Linked DNA regions of Mus musculus: region 1 is linked to region 2. The links are chromatin contacts, called in public promoter capture Hi-C maps. All regions are on one chromosome and are shown on one strand. Each heading gives the region's core, a stretch centred on a gene start, on an enhancer-like site or on the middle of the called end of the contact. The rest is flanking DNA. Distances are from core to core; before and after follow the strand shown. Region 1 holds the start of Ackr4 (atypical chemokine receptor 4). Region 2 holds the start of Dnajc13 (DnaJ heat shock protein family (Hsp40) member C13).

Region 1 (3,275 bases), core at 82-2,581, 140 kb after region 2:
AAAAGCCCCCCAAGATTAAAAAGGTGGCCTTTCTGTATCAAAAGGAAATGAGATAGAGGGAGGTGAGGGCCCAGAGGCACAAGCTGAAAGGTCCACATGACACAGCTCTGAGTCCAGGCCTGTGGTAGATCCTGGCTTTCCCTCCACAGCCCCCAAGAAGAAACAGGATCTCTGGCCACACACCATCGAACACCATGAGCACACTTTCTGATGAAAAAGTTAAAGACTTTTAGGACTGAAAATAATTTGGTTTGAAAAATTTTTTAAATTTCCTAGCTATTTTTCCAATGGTATTCACACCATAAAATGACAATAAGAAACAGAGAAGACTGGGGTATATTTTATTCAATACAGTATTTCCAAAATATAATTCGATGTAGGCTCAATATGTAAAGGTATTATCTAGTAGATATTTTATATTATTTTCAGTTAAGTTTTCAAAATCCAGTATGTAAACACTTACTGTGTTTATTTGGATGCCAAATTTTGATTTAAAATATTTCTCTTTGTGACGAGATTTCAAAACATCCTTACTTGATAAAGCAGACCACCAACTCAAACCTTTCCAACTGTAGCTAACGGCTGTCCTCTGCTGTGCCGGTGACATTTCGATGCAGAGGGCTGTGGTGACCCACAGTGGCACTGCAGAGCTGTCAGAACATGTCTCGCCTGATCAGACCAGCTCCCAGGGAGCTGTGGAGCTCTGACATAGCACCGATTAGTTACGGATCTCCTCAGCTTTTTCTATGTAACCTAAGTGGCCTTGATCGCCTGTTCTCCTAACAGGCTACACTTCCTTGTGAGCTTTCACCTGCATGAGATTTCACCAGAACTACTTCCTGTTGGGTTAGAAAGAGGCTTATTGGGAACTCCGAAATCTTCAAGCTATTGCTTTCTCTGAGGTGCTAAATTAAGCTCCAAAACACTGCTAAAAGGGGTACAGCTGCAAGTATTTCAGAACAAGGTTATTTAGGCCTGGGGTGTCTATTCACTTGGCTGAATTCCAGAAATAGCTCTACCATTCTCAGTGTGACCTCATCACAGGTCATGTGTATAAAGTGAATGCTAACCCATTAGACACCAGACTCAATGGCAGTTATGGGGTTTCCTATTTACCTCACGTCTGTGTGATCCTTACTTAACATTATAAAACCCAGTGATCGAAATAGATGCTAAAATCTTTACCATGGGTGAATAATTAGCCTTGTGCTCAAACTACTCAAGAGATGTGAGATGTAAGTTTTGAGCTGGTCAAGAGTGTGCCCCGGGTTGCTCCATCACATCCTGGCTGTCAACCGTCTGGCTTGGTCCTGAAGCTCCATCTTGGCGATCGCTGAGAGGTGGACTTCGTCAGGGCCGTCTGCCAAGCGCAGGGTGCGTATGATGGCGTACCTGAGAGAATGGGGTCAGAGTTATCAGAGAGCACAACACCGTCATGTCATGCTCACTCCAAACCAAGGAAAAGGAACATGAAGAGAAAGGCCAAAGGCTTCTGAAGCTGCCATTTTAAAGATCTCAGCTCAGGGAGATTCAAGATGGCTACCCAGAGGCGAAGGTAACTCGGGACTATGTCAGGTTGGTAGCTGACACTATGGTGGGGGGGGGGGCGCGGAGATTCTTTCCTGTGACTAAGAACTTTGGTGGTAGAATCAGAGAGATCCACTGTTTCTATGGGCCATGCAAGAGTGGGGACATTGTGGCAGTTCAGAAGTAAAGCCAGAAGTGGGTGTGGCTTTCTTTGTGTGGGGGCACCCCAACAGTGAGAGCAGAAGGCCTTAGACTAGGCAGTAATCCCCACTGGGTGGAAGGACTTCCTCAGGGAAGGCTGCTGCGACTGGTGCTCCCGGCCTCAGCGGCGCAGAGGGACCAGGCATGGGCATATGCTGACCAGTCAGGGTCTCTGGTGCCTGGGAGGGAACTGAACCCAAGGACAGAAAGTTCCTCTCAACTCCCTTTTGCATTGCTCCACAGAAACACAGGCACACAAAGGAAGAGTACATTTGGGGCCCTGGGGACACTGAATGCATTTTAGGATACTCGGAGGCAAGGAAAAAAGTTCAGAGGATATAAAATTCATTTAATGAAATAATAAAGACAAATAGGACATCAAATAGACATGATCAGAAAAGACCTTCACCATGGCATAATATACTTAAACTGTCAAAGGTACAAAGGCAAAGTAGGAGTTGCAGCATCTGCAAGAGGAAAATGACAGCCACATGCAGGGGTGACCTTTCTAGACTAACAGCTTAGCTCTCAGCAGAAAACCCATAGGCCAGGAAGGAATGCATTCTAAGTCCTAAAAGGAGGTAACTGTGATACAAGACTATTATAACGCCCAGCAGAGCCAGCCTTTAGAAACGAAGGAGAATGGCTTTCCAAGGCAAGAAAAGCCCGGGGACTCTGACCATCAGGCCAGCCTTACAAATGACAAGTAAAAGAAAGCACTTCAGTTGGCTGAGGGTAGCTCTTTTGGCACAGTGACAATCTAGCATACAGGGGCCCTGAATTTGATTCCAGCACTGCATATAAAAGCCAGGCAAGATAGCACATGCCTGCAAGCCCAGGATTTAAGAGTTAGGGACAAGAGGGACATCAGAAGTCCAAGGTCTTCCTGTGCTACATAGCAAGGTGAGTTTGAGGCTAGCCTGGGCTATATAAATATTTTTTTTTGCTCCCATGCAGTCCATCCCTGCAGGTTGCATACGTATATGGAAATGCCATAATGAACTCCATATCTACTGTAATATAGTTAATACCTGTGACTAGATAACGAGTTACCAAATAAAAGCCCCAACTGGGGGGGGGGCAGGATGTTCTGTTTGTTTGACTTTGAAGCAGGGTCTCTCTATGTGGCTATCTAACTTGTTACATAGCCCGAGGAAACTCACTCTCAGTCTTCCTGCTGACACCCAACCCCCAAGTACTGTAATTAGAGTCCCGTGCCACCTTGCTGGCAAAAGGGTAAAACTGCACGTGGAGTAGGTGAGCTCCTCTCCCTCGGGGTTTGCCGTGCTCTCTAGACAGACTGGGACTGAGAGCTCAGGGAAGCCACAGGCAGCCAACAGCATGGAGGCACATGCTTAGCTCTCTTTAAGGTTAAAGATGGGTTAGTAGAAGATGATGCTGTGTGTGGAGAAGGACACGTGGGAAACAGAACTGTCAGTGACGCTCAGTAGCCAGAGTCAGGCTGCACAGTCAGCTGCTGCACCCTGTGGCCCTCCTCCCCTTCCTGCTTCTGAGTGGAACGCCATGTTGGAGGCCAGAAGCCCTCA
Region 2 (2,826 bases), core at 130-2,629:
CCAAATAGAAATAGGACCGCCCACACCTAGTTCTGGCAATACTCTAAGGGTCTGTAACATATACAAAGCCACGTAAGCACATGCTTTTATTACCCTGGGATAGGCCAAGGGCATCTTGTTTTGTTTTTCATTGTTGTTTTTTCCCCTTTCCACTCTACTTCAGGTCTCATCTTTCCAAGCAAGCCATTTCTGGCTGCTCACAGGCACTTTTATTTCACTGGGACAGTGTGGGAAAGCCTTCCTAAGGAAAAATCTAGTCGTCTCCAGTAACACAAATGGGTCAGTCGGCCAAAAAGTCAAGTCTGTAGAAACCATTTTACATGTTTTTCATCCCAAAACCTCCATCTATGAAACGATTCAACCACAGACGGGGTCCCTGAGAAATTCCAGTTCCAGGGTTGCTACACAATAATAATATTAGGCTCACCAGAGCATTTAAACCTAGAACTGTGTGTCCATACAAGTTTTTTTCCCCCCACAGAATCACGTTTTAGAGGGTAGTCTGCCCCTCTCACATCTTAGATGAGACACCGTCTGTTGCTCAGAGCTCTGACACAATTGTCATCTGTAACTTTGTTTCATTCTGATACTGTCACTCTCCTGAGTTCCCCTCTTCATATAGTTTCAGTGAGTTCCTATCCAGAGAGCAGTTCTTGAGTCAACTTACTTGAGCTCAAATACTAAGTCTACTACTGTGGAACTACACATCAATTTATTATCTGAAAATAGAGGATAATCCCTATCTCAGACGGCTGCAAGTTAATTGACCTTAAGTAGTTGGCCAATTAAATCCTGGCTCTGGGATCAGAGGTCCAGGAAGGCAGCAGTGTTAACTGTCCCAACACTTCACCCGCAAAGGCCTTTGACCTCTGAGGCTTCGGTCTCCATTATCTCCCTGAACACTCAAAACTTAAATCCGCGTTCAGGGTGTGTCAGTAGCGAGTAAAAGTTATGCCCACGATGCAGCTAAACCAGAGATGCGCACTGAGGCTTTCGACGGCTTCGTGGATGCGCCAGGACACTGAAGACTAGGGCTAGGTAACAGAGCTGCTCCTTTGCAGAGTTACAGTAGCCAATGCCAGCGTCTGGCTGAGAGGCGTGTCTCCAGGGATTCAGGGGGCGTGGCCTCTCGGACCGCTCCAGGGGGCGTGGCGCCTCGCCTTCTGCTTGGGCCAAGGCTCTCTTTCGCTAAGCGCACGCGTACTTCCCGAGAGGCGGAACGGCGGGCGGCGCGCACGCGGCGCTTCCCGGAAGACGGCGAATGGGCCACCGAGGGAGGGAGCACAGTGCTCCCGAGGGCGGGGCGCGAGGCGGAAGCGCCGAGGTCAGCTGACAGGGTCTCGTGACGGCCGGGGCGGCGGCCACGCACGCGCGTTAGGGTTCAGCGCTCGCAAGCCTGGTGGAAGATGGCGGCGTCCAGGGCGAGCCTCTGAGAGGCAGAGGGAGGAGCGGAGGGGTGGGGGCCGCGGCGCAGGAACCCGCGGCGACAGGCCCCGGCGGGGAAAAGGAAAGCGAGAGGGGACGGGGCCGGCGGCGCCTCCATCCTACTCAAGACGTGGAGCCGGCGGCGGGCGGAGCTCGGGCTGGAGCGCCTCCAGCCTCCTGCGAAGGTAAAGCCGCCTCCGGCTCTGGGTTTCTGCGATGCCGCTTCCCACCTTCGGGGACCCGGGGGCTCCGGGCAGGGACCCCAGAGCGGGCGGCGTTAAGCTGCTGTGTGTGGCTCGAACCTGCTGAAGCCGCGATCCTCCGTCCAGGGATCCCTGCGCTCGGACCCTCCCCTCCCCCGGCTCTGAGTGACATTTGCCCGGGGCACTGCCCGGCAGCCCCACCCCTCTCTCTGCCTGGCCGTCTTTTCTCCCATCACTATCCCTGTCCCCCACTTCTCTCGGCAACTCTCCCCGACTCAACTCCACACCTCCTTCCCCTGTGGGCTCCGCCCTCGGGATTCCCTCCTGGATGCCGGCGCCTCCGGTTTTCTTAGGTTAGCGGTCCTGCTTCCTTCCTCTGGGGTCCCGCGTAGACTCGATTTTTTTTTTTTTTTCTTTCTTTTTTCCTCGTCTCAGTTTTGTTTCGATTTGATGGGAAAGGAGGGGCAGCTGCTGTTCTCTTCCTCAAGTCCTTTATCAAACACCAAGTTTTCCCCCCAAGGCTTTTCCTTCTTGTAAAGTAGCCTGGCCTGTTCACTGTTGCCCGTGCTGGGCTGTGATTTCACCTCTGAACGCGGCTTTTGGTGTAGGTGAAGCAGCACTTTGGACGCCCAATGAAGTGGGTGTTGAGAGTACACCTGCGTGCCCCCGCCCCCCAAAAAACCCCTATTGTAAGATGCTAAATTAGCCACTCTTACCTTGAAACCGTTTCCCTAATCACTTGGTGGAAGGATGATGTAAATAAAAATCGCCCCCTAACACAGAGATGAACTCCCAAAGTAGTGATTTTTTACTTCCACGATCTGCTTTTCCCGTTTATTCTATAGTTTAGTTTTTTTTTTTGTTGTTGTTGTTTCTAGTGCCTCATTGTTTAACTTAATTTAGCTTACAGCATAAAAGCCCCTTTAATTTTCATATATAGTATAAACCAATGTTTAAGTTGCAATATCGCAAATGGTGGCTCTGGCTGTTAATACCACATTACGTTCAGGGACGGGACCGCCAGTCCTAGTTGAGAAAACACTGAGTTCACATTTGTTTGGAAACAGGAAGTACAAACAAATTAAAGGAGAAAAAGAGGAGCCAGAGTTAAGAAACAGGGATGTAAAGACCTTAAAGCTAGCTTGAGTCCTGGGCCAATACCAGCATTCGTATTCCCCCGAGAAACTATGGATATTCT

What was found. Promoter capture Hi-C pulls out the DNA fragments that hold promoters and counts their contacts.
Region 1: a contact with region 2 is called in a promoter capture Hi-C map of the HPC-7 cell line. The contact joins the promoter of Ackr4 here to the promoter of Dnajc13 in region 2. A contact is called at or near these places in 2 of 39 promoter capture datasets (the HPC-7 cell line and embryonic stem cells).

What each region holds. Positions count from the first base shown.
Region 1 is chr9:104,124,699-104,127,973 of GRCm38.p6, reverse strand. It overlaps Ackr4 (atypical chemokine receptor 4), which reads left to right and starts at 1,331. Exons shown (of 3, transcript NM_145700.2): 1 at 1,331-1,555. It overlaps Acad11 (acyl-Coenzyme A dehydrogenase family, member 11), which reads right to left. Exons shown (of 20, transcript NM_175324.4): 20 at 318-1,392. The coding sequence ends at 1,278.
Region 2 is chr9:104,261,483-104,264,308 of GRCm38.p6, reverse strand. Dnajc13 (DnaJ heat shock protein family (Hsp40) member C13) reads left to right here and starts at 1,379. Exons shown (of 56, transcript NM_001163026.1): 1 at 1,379-1,610.